Linked DNA regions of Mus musculus: region 1 is linked to region 2. A link is a contact called in public HiChIP or PLAC-seq data. All regions are on one chromosome and are shown on one strand. Each heading gives the region's core, a stretch centred on a gene start, on an enhancer-like site or on the middle of the called end of the contact. The rest is flanking DNA. Distances are from core to core; before and after follow the strand shown. Region 1 overlaps Gm830 (a long non-coding RNA gene). Region 2 holds the start of Mysm1 (myb-like, SWIRM and MPN domains 1).

Region 1 (6,515 bases), core at 1,777-4,276, 500 kb before region 2:
GTACTGTGCCTCAAACCCTGAGAACTCGATCATTAAACAGTAACTTAATACAGACTTTAAGCAGCACAGTACTTGGTACGGAGAAGTCAGAAATTAGAATCCAGATGACAGAGAGACATATGGATTAGGCCAGGAAGGAGCCAGTCATCCCCCTGTTAGGACAAAACTGGTAGTCAGTGTGTGGGCGTGGTGTATGGGAATGGGAATTGAATTTTGATACTCTGTGGAGACATGCAGGTTCATGTTCCTTTCCACCATGTCAGCCAACACCTGTCTGTAAGCTGCTGGCTCACCTCCATTTCTCTCAGCCCTGCCTATGTCTAGGTTCTATGTTGTCATGTACGTCATGATGTAGCTGTTTTCGTTCCTTTATCAGTAAACTTACTACCTTAGCATCTAACTGTTCATTTTGGCCTCCTTGCACTTCCTACTGAATTCAAAACAAGGACTCTTCTTTTCCATTTTGTTTGTCCTTTTTTTTTTAAAGCAAATTTAGCATACAATAATCATTGCTGAGGATAAGAAAGGGAGACGAATGAATAAGAAGCATTTCAGCTCTGCAAAACACACAATTGACGCCTGCACTTTGCTTTAGTTTTCTTGAGTTTTAAAACCTGAATGGTCCCATAACCAGCTGAAGATGTGAATTGTGATGTCAAGCCCCCCAGTCTCAGGGCAGAGCAGTTTGCAGAGCAGGCTGCCAGGTGCCTGCTCAGAAGGCTGCTCAGATGTTACAACACGTGGCAGTTTTATACATACACACACATTGCTTCCAAAATACTAAGATAAATGACATATTTCACGTGGGGCTAAAGAAGATAGATGATAGGAAGATGTCTGAAAAAACAAAGGAGGAATTTTAGATGGGATGTAGGGAAAGAGGTGATCTTTGGGATATAACTGAAGAATGCAGATGCTCCAGATGTGCAAAGAACCAAGGCAGAGCATCCTGTACAGGGAGATGGGATGGCATTTGCAAAGACTGAGACCAGGAAAAGGCCAGGCTTGACTGTGTGCTGTCCATGTAGGTGCACAAACACAGATGTCCTCAGTGGCCTCTCAGAAACCTAAGCTCTTCTCAAATGTAGTGTCTCTTAGCCTTGGTAGTGGACTCCACATCTGTCTTGTGCTGAAGAGTACAGCAAGGACATGGCTGTCATACCCAGGTGGCAGTTGGTGATGCACTCCTACAGCAATACTCTTTTTTCAAGTCTGAGATTCCTAGCCACAATCCCACAGCGAGGAGCTGCAGTTGATCCTAAAACCAAGCTTTCTCCCACGCCAAACCATCGACTTGGTGCCAGGGCTGGATTTATTACCTAGTAACTGAGGACAGAAATAATTGGTCGCATTAGTGCCTGGCAGCTGCGCTGGGGCTCCACTCTAGAAGGGAGTCAGGGACTAAAGAACTGAGACAAGTTTACTTTTCTCAGCCCAGGTGCTCTCCTGAGGCCCGCCCAGCCCTAATGAACACTGCAAGCCAAGGCCCGTGCAGCTGACAGGCCGGTTCCCCACTTGCAGAGTCCCGGTTTCTTTCCAACCTCTGAAAGAAAAGCACTAGCTAAGGCAGAATGAAGAAATGGCTGCTCTAACTTCGTCTCCGGCTGCTCTCATTTGATTCCCCACAAAAGCCAGCTCTACTCCACCAATTGAGTGTACAAAGGAAACAATTACCTGGAGAAGTCAAGCAATAAGGACAGGACAGAATGAAATCCGGCAGGTCCCTGGCTTCTAGCTAGAATGCACATAGCTGGAATGTTTTTCATACTGGATGGAGTAAAGGGCTTAGACTTTGGGGTCAGGTGGATCTGCATTTGAAAACAAATCCAACTACCCATTATAGATGTGCTCTCTTTAATATGGTCCACTCTGTGCCTTGGTTTACAAGAACTTTGCAACAGAGGGTATAGACCTCCTGCCATCAGAGCTGGATGATGCTCTCTCTAGTTCTGGTACCATCAAAAGTAAAGTTAATGAACTTCTAGCATTGGTGTCTGTCTCCAAAGTCATCCTGAGCCTGTTACCCCAGCACTTGGGAAGCAGAGTCAGAGGGATTATGAGTTCATGTCTAGCCTAGACTACATAGTAAGGCTTCCTGAAATAAACAAATAAGACCCAATTACATGGCTACTTTGAAGAAATGTAAGAATTGTGTGTACTTTATGTATGATGACATACACAAAGCAGCTGCGCAGTACCTGTGAAAGTTGTTATTACATAAGTACTGCTTTAGTTTCAGAATCAGGTTTCTCGAAATGTGATCCAAAGGTATCATTTCCCTCCTGGGACATGGTGGACACACTCCCAGAACCATCCCAACTTCCTGAACTTCAGGCCAAGCATTCTGCTCTGGAAGGATCTCCAGGTGATTTGGGTGCAAAACTAAAGTTAGGCATTTCTGCTCTAGGTAGGCATTTTGAATGCCTTTGAGAGATTTCAGTCAACTGTAAATGTCTTGGGCCCCTAAACACTTGTTTATCCCAACCTGTGATCTTTCCAATGAGCTCCCCTGCTTGTTCCTGGAGAAGAAAGCAATTTGTTGCTCAGGACTTCCATATCAGATTAACAACATCTTCTATAGTTTACAGTCTTTCAGGCATGCTGATCATACATCTACATGGATGACGATCACTCACCTCTGCAGTTATCTTTATTAGGCAAATAAGGAAAGCAACACTCTATGAGGTGAGTTATGTTATCCAAATATTTGCAAGCTCTGAGTCATTAAGCTGTTTGATAAGCAGGATTCATTAGTCTGTTTCTAGAATCAGCACACTTTCTGCCTTGTCCTACTGTGTCTCCATGCCAGGAGGAGGAATGGGAGTGTCTAGTTGAAGACAAGCACTCAGGGACCATGTACAGGGTGTCTTTGCACATCGTGATGCTCTCATGATCATGGAACCCATCAGTCTGATGATGCTCCAAGAACACAGAATCAGGAGGTGGAAACCACAGAGACACAGCCTGTGGCTCAACAAAAACAATCTCTCTTAGTGACTGTGTCAATTGTTCAGAACTTCCTGCCCTGTGGGCAGTCGGGGTTGAGCAGTGGAACAGATGTCATAGGAAGAAGATTGACAGGACATTCTCTCGGGGCAGTGTTTTGAATCAGAGTGAAATTTAGTAAGCAAGCCCCGCCAACCCTGGGCAAACTTTGATATTTAAGCATAAACTGGAGATATGTCATTTGTGCACAAAGCAGACTGGTTTAAGAAGAAAGTGTCTATCTTACCATAGCCCTAGGATCTTGCCTGATCTACCTAGCTGAAAGCGAATCTCTCCTCCTCTGCACTCCCATAGTGTCCTTCACTGGTATCTGTTTTATAGCATTAAGCAGTTAGGCATGGCTAGGAAGCAGTGAACTATGTGTGCATAGAGGCTGATAGAATCTCTTTGGACCCCAGTTCTCCTGTTTATGTAAAACGGGATTCTTTATTGGGCTTGAAGAGAATGAATTGTAGGATACTGCACCTCAGGCTCCTGTGCAAACCATAGAAGGTCTTCAGAGGGCTTATTTCAGACTTCTTGAGAAATCCTCCTGCTCCATCTACCTCTAAACCTGTTCTTCCCACTGAAACAGACACTCTATATGTGGCATGTGATTTTCATTTAGTTAAAAACTGAAAGGGAAATGTATAAGTAAGAAAGAAAGGAGGGTAGGAGAGGGGAGGAAAGAGGAGAGGAGAGGAGAGGAGAGGAGAGGAGAGGAGAGGAGAGGAGAGGAGAGGGGAGGGGAGGGGAGGGGAGGGGAGGGGAGGGGAGGGGAGGGGAGGGGAGGGGAGGAGAGGAGAGGAGAGGAGAGGAGAGGAGAGGAGAGGAGAGGAGAGAAGAGAAGAGAAGAGAAGAGAAGAGAAGAGAAGAGAAGAGAAGAGAAGAGAAGAGAAGAGAAGAGAAGAGAAGAGAAGAGAAGAGAAGAGAAGAGAAGAGAAGAGAAGAGAAGAAAGGAAAAAATGAGGAAGTAAAAACAAAGAAAAGCAGCAGGAAGAACTCTTCAATAGACGAATGCTCGTCTCACTCATTGCTGGCCATATGCTAAGCAGTACACCTGGGCAGTTTCCCAGGTGCACCATGGGCCATGTGTGTGCAGGCAGATGATTGTATACTTGAGGGCTTGTGTGCGTAAGAATGTGTAGTAATCCACAGCATGCTATAATGTGAAGAAAGACGGCAACAAGGAAGATAGACTTACACCAAGCTTCCTATAGGAGACTACTTACAGTTCTGTGATAATTTGGGACAGTTGCTCACTGTGAGAAGCACATGGCCTCTAGGGTGATGAGCACTATGTATCACACTGTACTCTCCATTTGGAACCTCTTGGATAGGACCTGCAGAGGCTTTCATTTACAGAGTACAGCAAAATCCAAAGTGGCTCTGTCTTTAAAGTTGCCGTGTATGGAACTTGCTCCATATGGGGGAACAGGCTGAGTAGTAGTTTTTGAAGCTCTTACAATCCCTTAGGCCCATCAAAAATGGCTGCTAGGAACACACCGTTTTAGAAGTGCTTTTAAAAGCCCTGTGGGCTTGTATTTGGAGAAAGCCTTCTCTGTGTAAGGTTCCTGAAAGAAGCCTCTGGAGACTCCTGCAGTCCTAGGCAGTGGTTCTCAGAGACTCCAACAGTTTTTCCTTGTGTGGGATACATGTCAGGAGGCTAGCTGCGCTGAGACAGGCTGCCTTCTGGGAGATGCTCTTCTAGCCAAAGGAAAGTGGAATAGGAGAGGCAGAGTGAGCTTGGTAGGGAGTGGTAAGCACAGCACAGCAGGACAGCATCTTATAGATGTTGTGCCAGTACAGGATCCTACATATCATAGTCTCCCTGTTCTGATTTCAGACCTCCCTGAAACACACCTGCAAAAGAGTCAGAGAGGGAAAAAAAAAAAAAAAGACAGAGAGAAGGTATGCTCAAATACCTTCGGTTATAAGATCGTCGGCTCCGGCTTCATTCTTTTGGCATATTCTAATGGGATAAGTACATATTGTGTGCTCAGTAATGCTGTGCAAAGGGGACCCAGCTGAATAAAACTAAATGCAGTCTTAGTAGAGCCAATGACAGTGGGAAAGACACATGAATCACAGGCACGCCTTTACATAGCTGCAATGGAAAGGTGTCATAGAGACACCCAAGGCTGAGAGCATCTGACAGAATCTGCTGTGGACTGAGATGATGGGGAGGCTGATGAAGAGGTGATCTCTGTGTTGCAGAGAGAGACCAAGGAAGGCTCTTTAGAGTTTTCAGATAGGGAATATAATAGTACAACACTTTAGATTTGGTAGTTCTCAGCGTGTGGGTCACAACCCCTCTGGCAAACCTCTATCTCCAAAACTATTTACATTATGATTCTTAACTGTAGCAAAATTACAGTTATTAAGTAGCAACAAAATTAATTTTACACTTGGGGTCATCACAACATGAGGAACTGCATTAAAGGGCTGCAGCCTTAGGAAGGTTGAGAATCACTGCTTTAGAAGCAATAAAAGTAGTCAGGCATGTGAAATTAAGTGAAGACAGACCTGGCTCCAGTTGGGAAGGATTCCAGGATACAAAGAATTAGTGGCCATGATGGGCAGTCTGATCTTGACCCAAGACACACGAAAAGCTTCTGCCTTGAAAGTGGAGGCCGTACATAAAGCTCACAGAGCTAACAGTTTTTCCATGTTATTAAGAGTGGTCCCTTCAAATAACCCTGCAATTTTCCCCCTTTCTAAAGTCAAGCTTTCTCTTCATCCTCTGAATGTGGATCAGAATTATAATGTATAAATTGTGAGGGAAGTGACTCACTGTGACGTCTGAGGTTAGGCTTTGAGAAGGCTGTCATCCCTGTGGCACAATTTTTGGACTGATTTCCAATGAAAATCAGATCCTGTGTTGGGAAGGGACTCAAGAAATCATGCAGAAGTTTACATGGGAAGAATACAGCCAGCACCTGAGTATTAGCAATGGAAAGCTATTGGAAGCAGACCATCCAGCTTCAATTAAGTCTTCAGATGAAAACATGTTGGTTGACATCTTGGCTGTTAGCTTCACGAGGCACCCAAGCCAGAACCACTCAGCCCAGCTGCCTTTAAATCCATGACTCACTGGAGATAATAAATGTTATTTCAAGTTTTAAAAAATATATATTTAAATATTATTTTCCATTTAATTTACAATAATTATACACATTTAGGTGGCGCAATGTGATATTTCAATATATGTAGTAAAGAATAATGGAATAAAGCTAAGTAGCATGTTTATTATCTCAGTTTTGTGGCAACATTTAAAGTCCTCTAATCTGTTTTGATTTATGCATATATAATTAGTTATAACACCATAATATACACTAGATTACCAGCAATCTTTCCCTCCTATTGGCCTGATAATTAGTACCACTTGGGCAACATCTCTTCTTTTCTCCTCTACTTCACACCATTTCCTAAGCATCAATTAGATTGAACACTGCAAGGTATCTCAAGACATGAGAGGAAAAAAGGAGAGACTCTAGCATAGAGAAACTTGACATCTGCTCTTCTACTTA
Region 2 (6,411 bases), core at 3,889-6,388:
AATTCTGATAGGTCTGCCTTTTTCCCTTACTGCTTTTAATATTCTTTCTTTTTCTGCATTTGGTGTTTTATTATTATTATTATTATTATTATTATTATCATTATTTTGGTTTTTCAAGACAGGGTTTCTCTGTATAGCTCTGGCTGTCCTGGAACTCACTTTGTAGGCCAGGCTGGCCTTGAACTCAGAAGTCTGCCTGCCTCTGTCTCATGAGTGCTAGGATTAAAAGCGTGCGCCACCATGTCTGGCTGGTGTTTTTATTATTATGTGACAGAAGAAATTTCTTTTCTGGTCCAATCTATTTGGAGTTCTATAGGCTTCTTGTATGTTTATGGGTATCTCTTTCTTTAGGTTAGGGAAGATGTTTTCTATAATTCTGTTGAAGATAGTTACTGGCCCTTTAAGGTGGGAATCTTCACTCTCTTCTACACCTATTATCCTTAGGTTTGGTCTTCTCATTGTGTCCTGGATTTCCTGGATGTTGGGTTAGGAGCTTTTTGCATTTTGCATTTTCTTTGACTGTTGTGTCAATGGTTTCTATGGTATCTTCTGCTTCTGTGATTTCCCCTTCTATCTCTTGCATTCTGTTGGTGATGCTTGTGTCTATGACTCCTGATCTCTTTCCTAGGTTTTCTAACTCCAGGGTTGCCTCTCTTTGTGATTTCTTTATTATTTCTATTTCCATTTTTAGATCTTGGATGGTTTTGTTCAATTCCTTCACCTGTTTGGTTGTGTTTTCCTGTAATTCTTTAAGGGATTTTTGTTTCCTCTTTAAGGGCTTCTACCTGTTTACCTGTGTTCTCCTGTATTTCTTTAAGGGAGTTATTTATGCCCATCTTAAAGTCCTCTATCATCATCATGAGGAGTGATTTTAGACCCAAATCTTGCTTTTCTGCTGTATTGGACTATACAGGGCTTGCTGTGGTGGGAGAACTGGGTTCTGATGATGCTAGGTAACCTTAGTTTCTGTTGATTATGTTCTTGACCTTGCCTCTCACCATGAGGTTATCTCTGGTGCTAGCTTGTCTTGCTGTCACTGACTGTGGCTTGTCCCTCCTGTAAGCCTATGCGTCAGCACTCCTGGGAGACCAGTTCTCTCTGGGAGAAATTTGGATATGGAGAGCTGTGGCACAGGGTCAGCTCCGGGGTGCAGAAGAAAATCCCACACACTTCTTATATATGTATCCTGTGTTACTAGTTCTTTGATATAGTCCCAGCTTCATTTCCTAAAACAATTTCTTTCTTGAAGGATATTCTTTAATATATATTTAAAAAGATTTATCTATTCATTATGTATACAACATATAGCTTTCTGCCTTCATGTATGCCTGCAGGCCAGAAGAGGGCACCACATCTTATTATATAGATGGTTGTGAGCCTCCATGTGGTTTCTGGGAATGGAACTCAGGATCTCTGAAGAGCAGACAGTGCTCTTAACGGCTGAGCCATCTCTCCATTCCTATTTAATATATATATATTGGTCTTTTTCGAGACAGGGTTTCTCTGTATAGCCCTGGCTGTCCTCGAACTCACTTTGTAGACCAGGCTGGCCTCGAACTCAGAAATCTGCCTGCCTCTACCTCCCAAGTGCTGGGATTAAAGGCGTGAACCACCACCACCGGGCCCTATTTAATATTTTTAATCTTTCATATTTTATTGATTTTTTTCTGAAACTTTTCTTTGGGAATAGTGGTGCATGCCTGAAATCCCACCACTCTGGTAATGGAGGCCAGAGAATCTTGAGTTCATAGCAAGTCTGTACTACAGGGCAAGCCCTCCCTGTCTCAAAACAAAACAATGTCTCTGAGTCCTGATTTTGGAAAGGTTTGTTTACTAGAAACAACATTGAGAAATATCATTGAGTTGACTAATTGTTTTTCTCCCTATATTTTAAACATATTGCTTTACAGCTTTCTTGATTTTCTCTTTCTTGACAAGACATTTACTGTCAAAGGGAAGCTTTTCTACTGGTTTTGAGCAATTCTATTGTAATTGACCTTAGTACAATATCATTTGTTTATCTATGCAGTTATTGGAATCTATTAATTTATTATTTCTCTCAAAATATAAAGTCTTCAGTCATTATTTTCGTAAATGTTTTCCTGACCTGCTTCTCTTGCTCCTTCAACAGCTCAGTGTCTGCTTTTATTTATTTATATCCCCTCATGCATTTCATTTTGAATGACATATTTTCTTACATGATCAGGTTCATTGATTCTTTCTTTAGGAATATCTACTCTCCTATTAGTCTCATCAAATGTTTTCTTTGTCTCTGGAATATACTTTCCATTTCCAAAGGTTCAATGTTATCCTTTCTGTATTTTCCATGTGTCTATGTTACTTTTTAAACACACAGGACACAATTAGAATCATTGTTTTAATGTTCTAGCATCAGGACTCTCACATGCCAGTACTGGATGAGTAAGTCCTAAACATAGCAACTCCAACATCTGTGTTATAACTAAACAGATTTCAGTGGAAACAATGTCTTTTCTATGGCCTATATTTTACTTCTTTGGATGCCTATTGGATGCCAGACACTGTAACATTAACTTACTGTAGGCTGGATACTTATTCTTTTATTTCTGCATACTACTTGAAGGTGATAATGAAGTTAAATTACCTAGAACCAGTTTAATCCTTTCAGGTTTTGCTTCTAAGGTTTACTGGGCCGTGCCAAAGCAATGGCCTATCTATCCACAGCTATTCCTACTTAGGCCATATCCTTCATATCGTCTACCCAATGAACGATGAGAATTCCTAGTCTGTTCTGCTTCCCTGCATGGGTTTGGACCTTGAAACATGACTGGATGATGAGGGATTAAAGAGACAGAAATTTAAAAAGAAGAGAAAAATAATAACAAAAAAAACAGATGTGTACACAGAAAAGCTGGGTCAGGTGGGCTGAGCACACTCCGATGGAATGGGACCAACTATACCCAGAGCACAGAGCCCCAGCACAGTTATGTACAGCACAGGGACAGGGCTTAGATAGTCTCTTAGATAGGCGGTCCTGGCAAAGGCACAGCCTCGGGCTGTAAACAGCCTGGAGGAAGACACTGCACTTGTTAGGTTTGCACACTGTAGTCAATTGTTCATAAACTCTCATACTTGGACCACAGGAAGGCTTGCACACTGTAGTCAATTGTTCATAAACTCTCATACTTGGACCACAGGAAGGCTTTGCCATTCCGAGCCTGACCCCAACAGAGATGGCTGCCCCACAAGACTGGGTCTTTGGGTGTTTAACAGGGCTGAACACATCTCAACAATACACACTCACCTGGGATTCCAATCAGGCCTAACACATTCGCTCAAAGTTTCTTCAGTCCTCACACAATGTCTGAGGCAAACAGGCACCATCCCTGGCCCTGCCTGAGTAATGGGTACTGCATTATTCCCTCTGGTAGTTTTACCTGGCTCTTGAGTTAGAGACTGGTGTTTCTATTTTGCATTTCCCGATTAAATCCAACAGGCACCTTTAAGTGCCTATGCTCTGTCAGGCAAGCTGTTAGCATTGATTACTAGATGAGTCCTCTGACAATGCGCAAACAAATAAACACCATGGTTCCAGGTTGCCCTGAAAAGTAAAACACACTATTCAGTTCCTAAAGCACGGGGCCCTCATTTTACAAAATTCTTCTGCCTCTCCTGCCATCACACTCTCAGGCTGAGGTGTGAAGTAAGCTCGTTTTATTGTTTCGTTCACTTATTATGGGGTCCGCATAGATCCAACATAACTCATACATCAAGTGAATGATGTATTGTATTCAAGCTGCTACTGATCGACCAAGGCCGGAGAACATAGAACAGAGTCCGGAGAGTGACTTTTTAGGGGAATTACATAGCATATTTAAAGGATGAAACCATAAAGTAAGGGAGGGCAAGCAGGGTAGGCTGTAGCTTCGGCCAATCATATTTTGACCATAAAGGGTTGAGCATGCGAATTTCCACCAATCAGAATAGGAGCTGGTTCCTGGGCCTGGGAACAAGAACTTAGTTTGACCCTACAGCAAGCTGGAGAGTGTCCTTGAGATGGCTGGACTCAAACTGCTGTCTCCTTACAACTTTCCCTGAGATGACTGGACGCAGACAATTGTCTCCTTCTAAGTTGTCTCTGAGATGGCTGGGCTCAAATAGCTGTCTCCTTACAACAGAAGCTCCCCCAGGGCCTGGGACCTTGAATTTAGTTTACCCCTATGATTAAATGAAGCCTGAAAACGACATGGTAGTACTTAAAAAAAAAAAAAAGAACAAGTTTATTTTGCGGGGCGTGGTGGCGCATGCCTTTAATCCCAGCACTTGGGAGGCAGAGGCAGGTGGATTTCTGAGTTCAAGGCCAGCCTGGTCAACAGAGTGAGTTCCAGAACAGCCAGGGCTATACAGAGAAACCCTATTTCAAAAAATCAAAACAAAACAACAACAAATCAGGTTTATTTTGCTGGTTCCCAATACACTTACCTGTCCAACACAGCTTCTACTACGTGAGACACTGTGCTGAACGCAGGCAGTGTAAGGACTACCAGACAGGTTTTATCCTTAAAGAAGTCACAGTCTGATCGAGAAGACAATGAGTCATGGATTCTAACTGTATGAGAGACAGATTTGAGGGCAGAAAAATGCAGAAGCAAGACTCTGATTTCTTGGAAAACCGTTAAGTTCTTTGCTTCACAGATTCCCAGCAATGATTTGTATGTATATGGCAAACACTCAGGGCAGAGTTTAAAAGATCAATCTACCAAGCTCTCTGTTTGAACAATCACGTCAGTTTTCTGAGTCTATTTACTTATCCATAAAATAAAATCCGTGAAACCTGCATCCATTCCACTGGGTCATTCTAATAATTCACGGTGGCGGGCGGGGCGGGTAGGCGCGCGCGCGCGTGTGTGTGTGTGCGAAAATGAACCAGAGACAATGGATGCCACAAAGCAGGGTCTCTCGCCTGAATGGAAAAAGATCTGCTGTGAGTTAGCCCACGTAAGACGTGAGAGAAGTGAGATAACCCATGCGGTCCTTGGGGAAGCAGCTTTCACGCAGTCTCCTGGTCTTACTCGCCGGAGTTCCCCGGAAGTGCGCCACGCCAAGGCCCCGCCTCCGGCCCTGGGCCCGCCCCCGGTCCCGCCCCGCCGCATCTCGCGGGATCTCGCGAGTACGCCTGCGTCAGGTGCAGTCATGGAGGCGGAGGAGGCGGATGTGGATGTGGAAGGAGATGTTGCGGCGGCTGCACAGCCGGGGTGAGGCGCGGAGCGGGGTCCTGCGGGCCGGGCTGTGCTAGGCAAGGGTCGGAGGATGCGGTTGGCCGAGGGTCCGTGTGGACGGCGTCGGGACCCGGGGTGCTCCCAGCCGGAAGTCGGCCGGGTCCGGGAGTGGACCCGGTGCCCCAGGTTGCACTGTTTATCTCCACTTTCTGGGCTGCGATGGACAGTGTTTAATTCGGATTCCTACCTGCATTCGCGCTGTCTCAGGCGCCTCACAGCATCTTGAACACTGGCGTCTAATTTAGTCCTGCGCCCGCTAGCGACCTGGTCCAGTCGTTTGATTCCTCCTTCTCAGAGCAAGTTGTTGAAAACTTGGGGGAAAGGCAGCTTACCCTAAAGGATCCAGATTTTAGAGTTGGACAAGTCATGTTTGCCTTTTGCTTTTGCTCTTCCTGTTTACTGTCACTCTGACCGTGATCAAGGCATTTGAGGCATTTCCAAGCAAGGCTCCGCTTGCTTGGAAACCAAGAATCACTTGTCGATCTTACTGTTGTAAGCATCGAATGAAATAATTCTGAGAGATGTTTTAGCATATGGAGAATGCTCGGCAGATGTTTTCTTTGCTGTGTTAGGATAATGTAGTGAAGACCCAGTTAGGGGTGTCATGCCAGTGCCTGCAAGGACGGGCAGTGTGATTTTAAACTGAACCTGATTTGACACGTGCCTTTAGGAGGACGCGGTATCCCTCCTTTTAAGTAATGGGGGCCAGATAGGACCTCCTGTAGAAGCCAGGTACATTACTTGTAACTTGTCAGCGACTTCGTTAGAATTCTGCTGAAGTACATACTATTACTAGTACTGCTCCATTTTCAGCCCATATAGTTCATTTGACAGGAGGGCTGCTCCACTGTAGACTGCCAGTCCTCCTCTATAAGGCACCAGAATAAGAAGCATTTTAAAATAGCCAGTGAGTTCTTAAAATGTGATGAAAATGAGGGGTAGTTAACTTCACATAAATATTTTCTCAAAAGTTCAAAAGTTACGTGGATAGCCTGAGATAGCAATAACTCTACACCAGTGTGATATATCAGACTTGAGCAAGTGCTTGTGATGTTTGAGAATCGGTGACCTCAGTGGGCGAGGGCAGTTTGGAGTTCATAAAGGAATTCACCTGGTGTTCAGTGACCGTCACCTGAAAGCATTGGCTCTGTGC

Evidence for each region. HiChIP or PLAC-seq counts read pairs in DNA pulled down with a chosen protein or histone mark.
Region 1: an H3K27ac HiChIP or PLAC-seq map of thymic regulatory T cells shows a contact between it and region 2, with 3 times the contacts expected there. The contact joins the enhancer-like site here to the promoter of Mysm1 in region 2. A contact is called at or near these places in 1 of 39 promoter capture datasets (liver), 4 of 115 datasets of contacts at active chromatin or transcription factors (bone marrow-derived macrophages, embryonic stem cells and thymic regulatory T cells) and 2 of 9 other capture datasets (adipose tissue and liver).

The regions. Positions count from the first base shown.
Region 1 is chr4:95,471,407-95,477,921 of GRCm38.p6, reverse strand. The region is part of intron 1 of Gm830 (a long non-coding RNA gene); the gene reads left to right. Among named protein-coding and RNA genes, the nearest start is that of Gm12707, 11 kb to the left of the region's middle. Within about 2 kb of position 3,026, at least 20 of the 459 cell types and tissues checked have an H3K27ac peak or open chromatin away from gene starts, as enhancers often do. A contact at or near this core is called in thymic regulatory T cells, where this site is marked.
Region 2 is chr4:94,977,827-94,984,237 of GRCm38.p6, reverse strand. It overlaps Mysm1 (myb-like, SWIRM and MPN domains 1), which reads left to right and starts at 5,138. Exons shown (of 20, transcript NM_177239.3): 1 at 5,138-5,234. The coding sequence starts at 5,173. Gm12694 (a long non-coding RNA gene) reads right to left here and starts at 5,117. Exons shown (of 3, transcript XR_867913.3): 1 at 4,462-5,117; 2 at 3,417-3,580.